Regions from separate parts of the Mus musculus genome. Here region 1 is linked to region 2. The links are chromatin contacts, called in public Hi-C maps. All regions are on one chromosome and are shown on one strand. The core of a region is the stretch at or near the end of the contact, and the rest is flanking DNA. Distances in the headings are between cores, read along the strand shown.

Region 1 (7,316 bases), core at 3,216-5,715, 290 kb before region 2:
AATGATTTAGCTGAAACTGTTCTTCACCTGATGCGCCAATGACTACAGGGCACTGAGTGACATCCCACAGTGATCAATTTAGCGATACTGCTTTTAGAAACACCCCATGGAGAACAGTGGTGAGAGCCTGCACTTGATACAGAAGCTTAGCCACATGCGCTCTGCGGGCCTGAGTTCTACAGAGCAGAGAATGGAGATAAAACTAACAGACCAGGAATCATGGAGCGTCGGACGTGATGCTGAGGCGTGACGGAGTCCAACGGCTACAACAGCTTATAGCTCTTCATAATCCCTTGTCAGGAAATACCAGTCATGCGATCTGATCTAGTACAAATCAAAGTAAAAAAAAAACAAAAAACAAAAAAAACCGCCAACAGGGAGACGTCGTGAGGGAGGGCTGCGGGGTCAGAAGGCCTCTCTGGATCTTGTCGGTAATTATTCATCACCCGAGCCCAGAGTTCCTTCTTCCCTCAGTCCTTATCCTAGCGCCTCGCTGGTGGAGGAGTCACGTGATGGGGAGATCATGCTCACCCCTTGAGGTTCCCACGTGTTTTCCACGGACACAGCTTCCTGCCTCCTGGGGCGCCTGTATTCCACTTGCTTTTCCATGAGTGACCATAGCATGTTCTGCTCTGTGCTCCCAGCCAGTCACCCAACAGGCCCAAAGCAGGCTTTAAAAGCTCACACTACTGTTAAACTGTTCCCTACTTAGATCTGTAACTGTAGCATCTCTTTAAGAATATATTTTGTGTGTGTGTGTGGTGTGTGTGTGGGGTGTGTGTGTGTGTGTGGGGTGTGTGTGTGTGGTGTGTGGGGTGTGTGTGGTGGGTGTGTGGGGTGTGTGTGTGTGTGTGGTGTGTGTGGGGTGTGTGTGTGGGGTGTGTGTGTGTGTGTGTGTGGGGTGTGTGTGTGTGTGTGGTGTGTGTGTGTGTGGTGTGTGTGGTGTGTGTGGTGTGTGTGTGGGGTGTGTGTGTGTGTGGTGTGTGTGTGTGTGTGTGTGTGTGTGTGTGTGTGTGGTGTGTGTGGTGTGTGTGTGGGGTGTGTGTGTGTGTGTGGTGTGTGTGTGTGTGGTGTGTGTGGTGTGTGTGGTGTGTGTGTGGGGTGTGTGTGTGTGTGTGGTGTGTGTGGGGTGTGTGTGTGGTGTGTGTGTGTGTGGTGTGTGTGGTGTGTGTGTGGTGTGTGTGTGTGGTGTGTGTGTTAGGTCTTCAGACCTGGTTGCAAGTACCTTTAATAGCTAAGCCACTTTGAGGCTGACCCTAAGATCCTTTCTAAGCTATACGTGCTGTTACAAATGTGTGTAACGCTAGGGAAACACTGAATTTGCAATGCTCTGGATGTGGCCCATCTGTTAAAGAAAGGCTTCATCTCCAGCTTGCTGCTGTTGGGTGATGGTAGGAACCTTCAAGAGGCAAATTTACACTAGAGAACTGAGCCTCGGAGAGGTGACCTTGAAGGTGATACTGTGACCTGTTCTTTCCTGGTCTCTCTTTAGCTCCCAGGCTGCCATGAGAGGGCGAGGCCTCTTCTGCCATGCACTCCCGTCATGATGTGCGATGCTGGCACAAACCCCAAAGCAAGGGACCAACCAAGCATGGACTGAAACCCCACCTGAGCCAAGACGAAGGTTGTTCCCCATGAAGCTGATTATCTTAGGTGTTCGGTCACTTGGCAGAAAGTTGACTGAGACAGGCTTTAAGGTCAAATGCAGCCTTTGCTACCGATTAACGCTATGACCAAACCTAAACTTTCATTTCTTCAGATGTGGAAGTGACAAGAGAGTTCATGTTGTAGGTTTAAGTGCAAAATCATGTAAGGTAACAGGCTTTATATGAATTCCTCTTTCATTTGACCACACTTTTGTTTCTAGCATTTGATTAATTCATATGAATATGGGTTCCTTTGTGCATGTGTGTGTGTGTGTGTGTATGTGTGTGTGTGTGTGCGTGCATGTGGAAGCCAGAGGTCCATGTCAGATGTACTCAACTGCTTTTCACTGTATGTATGAATGTATGTATGTATTATGTATGTATATATGTATGTATGCATGTATATGTGTGTTAAGTATGTATATATTTATATGTGTGTATGTGCATGTGGGGTATGTATATGTGCAGTGTGTGTGTATGCGGGGTGTGTGTGTGTATACACATGTAGGGCTCAGATGTTGGTATCTGATGTCTTCTTTAACCATACTCTGTCTTATTCCTTTGAGGCAAAGTCTCTCACTGAGTTTGAACTTCAAAGGTATCTATTAGACCAGACAGCCAGCGAGTTCCAGGTTCTGCCTGTCTCTGCTGGGGTTCCAGTTCTCTGCTGCCACACTCATCTTTCTACATGGACTGCTGGAACTCTAAACCCAGGTTTTAGTACTTGGGTAGCAGGCAGTTTCCTAAGTGAGCCAGTCTATAGTCCCTTCCCCTATGCATTGAGCCTTGCTAAGCTAGGAGCTTGAGTGTCTGACTAGCCTGGTAAGACACTGAGATCTTCCTGCCTCCACCTTTCCGTGGCTGGGATGATGGAGTTCTGCATCTGCCTTTTCTCTGGGCTCTGGCAGACTGAGCACAGGTGCTCAAGCGTGCTCAGCAAGTGTCCTGTTGACATAGCTATCTCCCGAGTCCCTTGCCTTCACCTTTTGCATATTCTCCAGGTTGGCCCGCACCTTACCACATCCCAGTCTCCCCCATTCCTGCAGAGATAGAGATATGTCCCTGGCTACTTTGGGTATAGAATCTTACCTTGGGGCTTATTTCCCATGCAGTGATATTTACATAGGGGGTTTCGTGTTCTTAGGACACGTTCTAATGATTTCATATCTCCTTACTAAGTCACTGACCTCTAATGACCTCTAATGACCTCTATTATCCCTCCCAACTGGAATAAACTGAAACTTATATGATCCTGGAAGTTACTGCCTCTTCCATTTCTGGTAAATGCAGCCACGGTTTCTTGGGACCCCCCCAGCCCCCCCCCCAGACACACACACACAGACACACACATACAGACACACACACAGACACACACAGACACACACATACAGACACACACACAGACACACACAGACACACACACACACACACAGACACACACACACACAGACACACACACACACACACACACACACTGGTTACTTCTCCAGCCCTCAGGCAGAAGTGCAAGACGGCATCCAGATTTGGATGCAGAAAACACTTGCTCTGTTTGGGACAGCTGTGATGGAGAAAAGCCCTACCCATCATCGAGCCCTTGGACACTGGCTGAGTTCATGCGTGGCAGCTAGTCTGCCCTTCCTTGAAAACCTCCAGCTGGGAATAACACACAAGATGAACTATGTATCCACACAGCTCCATGCCAGAAGCCTGACATTAAGAGTTGTGGAACCCGGCTTTACTAACACCTAAAAAACCAACATACTCTGGGGAATATGACTTTAAATTCAATAACAACCCCCACCCAAAGTCCCATCAAAACTCGAAAGAGTATAGGATCTGAAGCTCTAAGTAGGACAACGCACCAGGCACCTCAGGACTCTCCGGACAGGCCAAGCTGCTCAGAACTAGAGCTGCTATGTCTTCAGGTGCTATGTACAAAAAGTCTGCTCAAGGCTCTCACCAGGAGGTGTGAATTATTTGAAAAAAAAAAAAAAGAAACTGTACTGGATTGCAGTGATTACATAACTCGCTTTCCCTAACGAATCTGTAGGTATTTTCATTAATCAAGCCTCGCTGCAGGCGCCCCTGAAGCAGCTGCCTCTGAAGCCAGCAAAGGAAAGGTCTGTTCTCTCTTGATGTTCTGAGAGATCTCTCATGCATGTGTGTGTGTGTGTGTGTGTGTGTACAATGTGTATGTGTGAATACGAGTGCATGTGTGTCATGATGCACATATGCGGGAATCAATTCTCTCCTTCACTCAGTTCTGGGACTCAGATATTCAGGTTTGTGTGGCAAATGCTTTTTACCTGTAGAGACATCTCACCAGCTGATTTCCTGACTTCTTAAAGATAAAACAAAACCACACACAAAACAAACAAACAAACAGGCCAACCACAACTCCATCTGTCCTTCTACCTTGCTCCTTCATTCAGTTCGCCTAAGCCCTGCACTGTACTTTGAAAACATTTCCCCCTACCAGGAAATCTAGACTCCTCCACGCTGACAGTTAGAATCAGTCACCAAGGAGCTCAAACTAAGCGTACAAGCAAAATAGTTAGGGTCTTAACCAGTGAAAGATGGAAGAGGGAGGACCCTCCAACCACCATGCAGTGTAGAAGGGGTGGAGTCTGATGGTTTTCTACCCAGCATGCCGTGCGACGGCTTGCGGTCTTTGCTTTTGGGAGGGGGTGGGGGGGGGTCAACATCACTCTGGGGCCCCCAGCGCTTTTTTTGTCCTCAGCACTCAGGGATGGGCAGACTGTGAGAAAGGAGTGTTTGGCAGTTTTAACGTCTGCACGGGGGCTGGCCACTCTGCTGTGTATTCCAGGAGGGAGAACTGACAAAAGCCTACCCACCCCTCCCGCACCGGGCCCGGCAGAACCAAGATACTTTCTTGTGAGAAACACAGGCTCTAAAATGGGTCAAGTGATGGATAGTGGAAATGCCGACGACCTCCTACATTTGTCTGAATATAGTCCCAGCAGATGGCACTGAATAATAGAAATCCTTCAAGGCCGAGCTGTGATAGGGATGAATCGGAACACCCTTACCTCAGTGGCTTTGGGTTATGTCCACTGTGGCCCTGAAGGTGAGTAAGGCGAGACAGGATTTCCTTAAAAGTAGCTCTTAGAAAGGCCAATTAAAACACAGTGGGTGATTCTGGCTACAGGAAATCGTACTCTCTTTCTGGTAGAATGTTACTCAGGTTGAATGTCAGATGGAACGCACCTATATCTATCTGCCGTGTCTGAAAAATGAAAACTTCTAGCTTATCAGATATTTCAATAAAAAGATGGGGAGGGGGGTTGAGATGGTTCAGCGGGTAAAGGCACTGGGTGCAGAGCCTGATGACCCGAGTTCAGCCCCTAGATCCTAGATAGTAGAATGAGAGAACCAACTCCTGCAAGTTGTCTTTGGGGCTCCATATACATGCTGGTGAGTGCACGCGCACACATGCCCTAAATAAATAAATAAATGTAACTGGAAACGGGATATATACATGACGGACACACTATCAACCAATTTCTTAAGGCCGAATATCTGTTGAGTGAGCTTACTCTTAGGAGGACTTACATAGAGGTGTGAAGTGTGAAGGCCATGACCATGAATTGGCATGCTTTGGAGACACGGTTAGGTGTTTGTTCACACCGTGTTGGAAACATCGCATGACTTTGGTTTTGAAGGCGCTGTCTGGGAGCTCCAGAGAGTCCTAATATTTAGGCTGTAATTGTTTTTCTCCCAGACATCTCCCAAACCAGAATGAACTCGTTTATCCTATATGAACTATAATGCAGAGCCAGAGCGAGTGGCATCTCTTTACAGTTGAGGGGAGTCTGTGCACCCCTGTGGGGCTCTAGGTTTTGGTAGTTCTCCATAACAACATATTGGGGTAGGTACACTAGATGCATATGACCAATGAAGCCACCAAGCTACTGCTCTGGAAAGAACTCAGAGCCTAAGAAATTACTTTCTGTGGTAACCTTTCACGCCTTTCCACATTTCTTTCTGCCACCCGAGACAGAGTTCTTTGGATGAGTTCTGTCATAGCGTGAAGGTGTTTTTGACTTTTGTCTTTGGCTTTAAGTTACTCTCCAGTGTAACATGCAAAGGTGAAGCAAACTCTGGCCAGCTGTCACTGTTTCAGTTCAGGATCCGGTTAAAATGTTTCAAGTCTTTGCAGACTCTCCAACCTCAAGTCCAACTGTCTAGTCTTCTTAGCTTCTGTTCCCAAGACCGCTCTGCCTGAGATCCCTAATGTGGGCAACATTAAGGTCAGTGCCCACCTACAGTCAGCCATACTCCGGGCCACACCCCTACACTGACCAATCCAATCACTGGCTCTTTTCCAGCTAGGCTCTATGTCCCTCCCCTCCCCTCCACTGTACCTGTGTACTAACGTGTAAAATATATTTGAGTTTGAAAATCCAAAACACTAAAAAAAAAAAAAAAAAAAAAAAAAAAAAAAAAAAAAAAACCCTGGAAGCACATTTCTGTAATCATTTAGGTTATAGGAATTTTAACCCACATCTGTCTATTATTAAGACAAAATGCTTATAATGAAAAAAATTAGGTAACTACACACTGAGTTGTTTATTCTGAATCAACTTCACACATTCGAGCCCTGTGACTAGGCTGAAGCTGACTGGCTTAAATGTGATTTCGTGTTTATTGTTGCCTAGGCATTCTGACAGTGGGAGATGCCCGTCTTTGAGTCTAAACAAGAAAACTGCCTTCACACCCAGCTTACTAAGACTGCTAGCTAACTCTTTCTTAGATTTATTCTTTAGACATTATAGGTAATGTTCTCAGGTCATAACATTACCTAACTCTAACCCTAATGAGGTCTACAGTATAATTTCTAAACATGACCTGGTGCTCACCTCAGTAGCTGGCCTCTATGCCTATACTCATCCTCCCAGTTTTGTGTCCTCCTTAGTTAGAGACATTCACAAGGCTGCTAAAAGGCCTTCCTTAAAGGATTTGCATTTATGGTGACCCCTGCCTGATAGTTATTTTGTGAGATGTGACTTTTGAGCTTTCATTATTATCTAGAAGGCAGCAAACTACCAATCAACAGAAGAGGAAGACATCTGCAGTCAGTTGACATCTGCTGTAAGCCCACCAGGCCATTTATGAGCCGTGACACTTCAGTTAATGCAGGTAAATGTTATTTAAGTTTTACCATCTATAAAATGAGAAAGATGAACATTTTACCAGTCTCATAAAACCACAGTGAGGATCTAGTGGTATCTATTACACACACACACACACACACACACACACACACACACACAATGTAATAGAGTCAAGCTATGTAAAATGAGAGATCATTAGTATTATACCTGCTATGGAGTAAGTGGTTTATATTGTTGTTGCTGTTGTCGTTATTATTATTATTATTATTATTTATAATTTAATATATTGAGATTAAATTATATCAAAAAATAACAATTATATCAGAAAATAACGCGATAAATCTGCTTGTTATATTTTTGTTTACTATGTATTTTTAGAGCTAAGCAGCTATTTCTTTAAAATAAAATAAAACTTCCAGAATGTATTTATATTCTGTCTTTCTCAAACTGCAAGTCTAAGGTTGAGAGACTTTTCTGGGCATTTAGGCTGAAGCTATAGTTACTGATTGGTGATGTGTCTCCAGGGGCTGGTGTA
Region 2 (6,640 bases), core at 950-3,449:
CCACCCCCACCGTGTGCTTTACGCAAAGGGTATTCCTAGGCAGATGGTTGGACCTGGAGGGCATCATCCTGAGTGAGGTAACACAATCACAAAAGAACTCAAATAATATGTACTCACTGATAAGTGGATATTAGCCCAGAAACTTAGTATAGTGAGATATAAGGTACAATTTGCAAAACACATGAAACTGAAGAAGAACGAAGACCAAAGTGTGGACACTTTTCCCATTCTTAGAATTGGAAACAATCACCCATGGAAGGAGTTACAGAGATAAAGTTTGGAGCTGAGACAAAAGGATGGACCATCAAGAGACTGCGATATCCAGGGATCCATCCCATAATTAGCCTCCAAACGATGACACCATTGCATACACTAGCAAGCGTTTGGTGCAAGGACCGTGATATAGCTGTCTCTTGTGAGACTAGGCTGGGGCCTAGCAAACACAGAAGTGGATGCTCACAGTCAACTATTGGATGGATCACAGGGCCCCCAATGGAGGAGCTAGAGAAAGTACCCAAGGAGCTGAAGGGATCTGCAACCCTATAGGTGCAACATTATGAACTAACCGGTACACCGGAGCGCTTGACTCTAGCTGCATATGTATCAAAAGATGGCCTAGTCGGCCATCACTAGAAAGAGAGGCCCACTGGACAGGCAAACTTTATATGCCCCAGTACAGGGGAACGCCAGGGCCAAAAAATGGGAATGGGTGGGTAGGGGTGTGGGGGGAGGGTGTAGGAGGCTTTTGGGATAGCATTGGAAATGTAATTGAGGAAAATACGTAATAAAAAATAAATAAATAAAAAAGAAACCAGAAAAAAAAAAGAACAGAGAAAGGCTGAAGTTTCTGGTTTAAGAGTTATACCGTAACAGTATGCACCTCTCATTTTCTAAATGCTTCTCATTTCCTAAAATAGATGGAATAAGAAGAAAATAAAGCGGTTGCCAGTTAAAGCTTTGGGTAATAAGTGTGAACTTGAGAGGGGACCAGCAAGGGAGTTTCTAGGCTAATTATTAATGCCATGGCTCCCTTACTCTGCTGGCTATCTCCCAGTGTCTGGCAGGAACGTGCGGAAAATATATTTCTCAACTTTCTAGCAGCCGCATTAAAAAATTAAAACCACTTAATAAAAATTTAAATATTATGTATTCTATTTAGTCTCTTGTAACTAAAAAAATTACTACTTGAACAATCAGTATATATACTGCAATCAGTATAAATTATTCAAGAGATTACATTTTCTTTCTGTACGGAGTGTGCTTACAATGTCTGAGCATCTTGTCCTCAGAGCTGTCTGTGATCCTTCCATTTCAAGAAGTATGAAATCGGACTGCAGGCTGACATATAGGACATTGGATAGCACAGGGCAGTAGCGAGTTCTTTTCACACCATTGTTCTGACTATCCAGGGGCTACAATGTTTATTATTATTGATGACTTCTCTTAAGGTTTTAATTTTACTTTGTAAAAAGAAAAGGCTACTTTTCTGGGGTCCTTAGATTCTAAGGGTTCTAAGATTTTGTCTCTTCTTCACCAAAAAATAAATTTATGGGGAAAACAGATGAGAAATGGAAAGACAATGGAAGAAACCACAACCCTTGACATTTGGAAATGCATTCTTTTCAAAAGCTCATTTGTAATTATAGCTCTGCTTGACGTGAAGTCACACAAGCCCACTCAGAGAGGGGGACATGTGCTCCCCTCCCCCACACTCATCTGTCATCCCTCTGCAGGTTGCTAGAATAGGAGGGCCTTTCTCAGAATACTCCACATGACAGATGGTAGAGTTACACCAGGAAACACCCAAAAGAAGAAGGCAAGCAAGGCCACCACAGGGGGCAGCCTTCCTACACACCGGGGGCCAAGGAAAACCTCCATCACATGGTGGGTAAGAGCCTACGTGTCCGTTTCTGGGCCCTTTTTTGTGATCTTCCTGTCCTTGTTGCTTATGAAAGAAGACCCGTGAGCAATAGTGTTTTAACTCATGTTATAGATGACACTGGACAGTGGCTCTCACCAAAGTGTGTACCTGCGTGAAGTGTGCCAAACTCCACAAGAGGTGTCTCTGGGCCAACTGACAGCAGTGGCTCTGGCTTTGCCACAGCTCTCAGCACTTCCATTCTGTTCCTAGAGTCCAGGAAGCAGATGGAGGGAGGTGTGTGGAAGCAGCTCCCTCACATGTATGTCACTACTGGCACCCACGCTGGGGAGACGAAGGTGGCCTGCTTGCTTGACACTGTTCCAGGAGCACATTCCTGCCTGCTGTCCTCAGAATCATGTGCTGGAAATAGACTTTGGCAAGTTCCTCAGACATCCACCGATACACATGCACTTGCAGGCACCTCATTCTGTCCTCACCGTTGGGTGTTGGTCTTTGCTCTGTGCCATTCCATTCTCCAGGATGTCCCTTTTGTTCTTCTGTTGAGTCTTCCATATACTTCCCTATCATCTCCTATGAGCACCTGCTTTTCCTTACACAACGTTTTAGAAAAGACTCACCAAGTTCCACTAACAAAGCATACACTGACCTCAGGTCATAAACGCCAAGCAGCTAGGTATTTGAGTCTCTATTTTGTAAAATTAAGGTGGAACAGTAGTTAAATCAGAGAAATAGGGACCGATTAATCTCATCTCCCTCACCCTTCTCATAATCTATTGGAGCCAGCTCGAGCCCTGCAGATCTGCAGCAGACAACTGTCGGCCAGTTTGCCTGAACTGTTTTAGGTTTACTGTGCAGTTTGGATGAGTCCAGCATGTTTACTAGGATGCCCTTCACAGAGGGAAGCGTCATGTATGACAAATTTCCTGTCCACAAAGGAAGGGATGGGAACGGACTGCAGTAAGGGAATACTCTGTATCGACAAATGACCATTTCCTTTTGTGCAGATCCCCCCAGAATTATCCCCAGACTGCTTGCTATCATCAGTATACACTCTCCTGTAGGTCACCCATAAACAAGATATTCCATGATCCTCTAAGATGTCTGGGGTTGGTCTAGGCCTCAAGTGGAAGGACCCTAGGTTCATTCTTGAGTGTGGAATAGAACCTCTACCCCCAACCCACTAAACCTTGTTGGGCAGTGCTCTGGGTGTGGAATCGAGCCCTGGTGTCATGGCCTCCAGAGCAGTTTAAAGCTCCAGATGTCAGTTGTTATCCCCCTAGCACCCAATGTTCTTTGTCTCTGGCCTTGAGCAAGGCTACTCAGAGTGGATGCTCCTTCAGGTTGTGTGTAACTGGATGAGAGTTTGTCTCCTTACTTTCTTCTATTTTATCATTGCCCAAGATATTGTCTTCTATCCAATCTTGGTTTCCTGGCTTAGTTGGGGAAATAGATACAAGAACCTGAGTGTCCTAATATCATGGAGACACACAGAAAGTACACATGCTGGTTTCTGATTGATCCTGTCCACTTCATTGTTTGAAGACAAGCTTTCTAGGGGAAAGTGTGTGTGTGTGTGTGTGTGTGTGTGTGTGTGTGTGTGTGTGTATGAATATGTGTGTCTGTGTGTGTACTGAGCACATGAGTGTGATTATTACTTTTACTGATGCCAATACATGGCATATGATTTATAGATAATGATAAACCATTCAACATTTTGAGCTTTCCGTAAACAATTGAGTCACAGGAAACTTTCACTGATTTTTGCCAAACTCCTGTGCGTATATATCCAATCCATCAATGTCATTCAGCCTTGGTTTGACAAATAGAGTCGCATCCTAAATTGACTACTTCTTTGTAATCCATTTATCATCATTAAAATTAACATGTGGTCTGTTTAAACTTTTTCTCATCCTCCAAAAAATTACACTAATACACCAAAATGTCTTTAAATTTGGTGTTACATTGTATACAATTGTATACATTGCCATTTTAAATCATTTGCTAATTATGCAGGCAACTGTTTTGCTGAGTTGAATAGTTGTTTTGAGTACTGAAAGAAAAATTTACCAAGTCTTTATCTAGCCAGAATGTGATAGCTGTATACAGGACACACTTTCTATATTCAACTTACAAAATTAACATTCTGTCAATTAGCCTCTTAAACCTAGACTAGGTATCGGCATTTTTTCTCTAATTGATCAAATACTAAGTATTTTTGGATTAGTGGGGCATGGATCTTTGTTGAGTTTGTGCCACTTTGTGCAGTTATTATAAAAGTAGCACAGACAGCAGGAAATAAGAGGATATTCTAATGGAACTATATAACTCATAAGGTTTAAATTTATAATTTTACTTTATAAAACTACCCATAGTCTATAGTTTGCAGGTTAACAAGCCCTTAGTCCAGCCCTTATTTTGTGGATTTGCCAAACTGGCCAAATTAAAGTTGTCACTATTGCTGATGTCACCTAATATGGAACTTAGAAGAGTCACATGATGCACGGTCCCATGTACAGTGTCCATGGAACAGACAACAGAATGCCTGCGTGAGTGTAGACAGTACTGAGATGGACTAAAACAGTTAGGAGTTAGTTATCACCTTAATCCCAGTGCAATTTAATTGCAAGACTGCATGGCTCATTTTTAATGATAGCTGAGCACACAACGTGCACACAAACTTCCTAAGCATTTGGTAACTTGGTCTCCTGAGGCCATTCCAGTTTATACCACATCACCACTCAATCCCATACAATGTTCTCTCTGATCGTGTATTGAAGTAGAAAATGTAGGGTTTTGAATGAAAACATAGCTCATATGTTTAGATACTTGATCCTTAGTTGAAACTGTTTGGGAAAAATAAGAAACTGTGGCCTTGATGGAGGAGGTGTGTCATGGGGTTGGGTTTTGATCTGTCTGCTAGTGGATTAAGATGTGAGCTCTCAGCTGATGCTGTTCTGCCTTCATTCCAACATCATATACGCTAACCCTCTGGGACTGTAAGCCCAGTTAAGCCATTTCTTTTTTATGTAGCCTTGGTCATGATGTTTTATCACAGCAATAGAAAAGAAACCGATTCAGAGTGTATCTGTCATTGATGTATGTATTTTCGCCTGAGGCAGTTAGAATTATTGGAGATTAAATATTCTTGAGTCATATAGTCTGCTCAATAGATAAGTTTGCCAGTATTTAAACTTGAAATACATATGAGCTATAATCTCAGTGTTATTACATACTTTAAAGGAAAGCACTCTTAGTGTTTGTAAGCATAATATGGCTGTCGCTTACCTTTCATGGTAATTACATGTGATCAATTGTGATAGAATGTGAACATTTATCGTATAATTTTTTATTTCCCATTTTAAAATTAACTAGGGTTTAGATCATTAAACACTCAGTGTAAACTTGGTGTAGAACAAGGGATCCTTATAAAGAATATCTATAAGTAAAGCAGCCTGGTTCAATAAGGATGGTGCCTACGTCAGAATCAGGAAAAAAAAAGATGTTCAAAAATCTATGCTTTGGTGGTTGCAAATGTATCTACCTTCTTAGAGTCTCTGTTTTCTGCTTTGTAAACTAGTTCATAAAGTAGCAAGGGGTGAGGCTATAAGAGCAATCATGTCTTGAAAAATAAACACAAATATAAAATATCATAATGTTGATCCATTCATATAAAGCCTCCAGGAAATAGCAGCTGCTACTATTATACATGGAAGTTCTCATATATTACTTAAAAATTTCTGTTCGTGATGTTGATAGTGGTTTTATGAATATAATTATCCACAATGTAGAGTTAGCTTGGGATTCAAGTGTTTTGGCAAATGTATTTGATGCAGATTGAGCCTCAGTAATTGTACTTAATAAAAAAAAAACTATCGTAAATCTGGATGGTAAGTTTATAGCTACCAGATATCATGCAGTAAATCAGGATTTACCTCCACTTTGAATAGATTCATGGTGGGACGGGAAAGATGATTTGACAGCCAAAAATGATTGTTGGTTTTTCAGAGAAGCCAGGTTCAGTTCCCACACAGCAGCTCACAACTGTCCAGTCTCAGACATCCCATGCCGCCTCTGATCCCAACTGTCTGGTGCACTTACGTTAGGCACATACACATAATCAGGCCCACACACATACAGATAAAATTAAGTGAATAAGCTCTAAAAATAAATAAATGCAAGAAGCCAAATTCAGCATATTGCTACTTGAAATAATTTGAACTGCCCAATTTAGCACTTGGCTTCCTCCAACTTTTCCATTTCCTGTTCTATCTTAGAAATAGGTGGAATTAAAGTTGTTCACATATTAAAATTATGGTACCCATTGTCCCTTGGTCTTCAGTGGGCACATTCTGTACCACTATACAAATAGTTCTTTGTTAAGCTGAATAAAAAATACAGAGAAGTGACATCACCTAGCCTCATGAGTTTTGATATATAGAACATGAAGCATTTTCATGTATTGTCTTTTTCCAATGATGTCATCATTTCCTGAAGGTTTTAGTAGTGATGTCATGAACCTATTAAAACTTGGCTTTCCTAATGGACTTTGGAGTTTTACAAATTCCTATTGATATGATCAAGATACATATTTTATTTTAACTTAGATGTACACACCAGAAAGTAAAACTCATATTCTTGATCATCCAAGAGCTGCTGATGACATCAAGCCTGTGTCTTAATTGGTGATGAATCTACTAGATAACTCTAACAAGAATAACTTCTTCATAATAGTATACACAACTGAAAGACTAAATAGTA

What was found. A called contact is a pair of places that touch in the nucleus more often than the background predicts.
Region 1: a Hi-C map of cerebral cortex shows a contact between it and region 2, with 2.9 times the contacts expected there. The contact joins two enhancer-like sites. A contact is called at or near these places in 3 of 484 Hi-C or Micro-C datasets (bone marrow-derived macrophages, cerebral cortex and embryonic stem cells), 2 of 115 datasets of contacts at active chromatin or transcription factors (the NIH/3T3 cell line and hepatocytes) and 1 of 9 other capture datasets (embryonic stem cells).

What each region holds. Positions count from the first base shown.
Region 1 is chr14:120,407,275-120,414,590 of GRCm38.p6, reverse strand. The region is part of intron 7 of Mbnl2 (muscleblind like splicing factor 2); the gene reads right to left. Among named protein-coding and RNA genes, the nearest start is that of Gm26679, 22 kb to the right of the region's middle. Within about 2 kb of position 4,465, at least 4 of the 459 cell types and tissues checked have an H3K27ac peak or open chromatin away from gene starts, as enhancers often do. A contact at or near this core is called in cerebral cortex, where this site is marked.
Region 2 is chr14:120,114,845-120,121,484 of GRCm38.p6, reverse strand. Gm4681 (a long non-coding RNA gene) reads left to right here. Exons shown (of 7, transcript XR_001781467.2): 3 at 1-77. Among named protein-coding and RNA genes, the nearest start is that of Gm4681, 24 kb to the left of the region's middle. Within about 2 kb of position 2,199, at least 12 of the 459 cell types and tissues checked have an H3K27ac peak or open chromatin away from gene starts, as enhancers often do. A contact at or near this core is called in cerebral cortex, where this site is marked.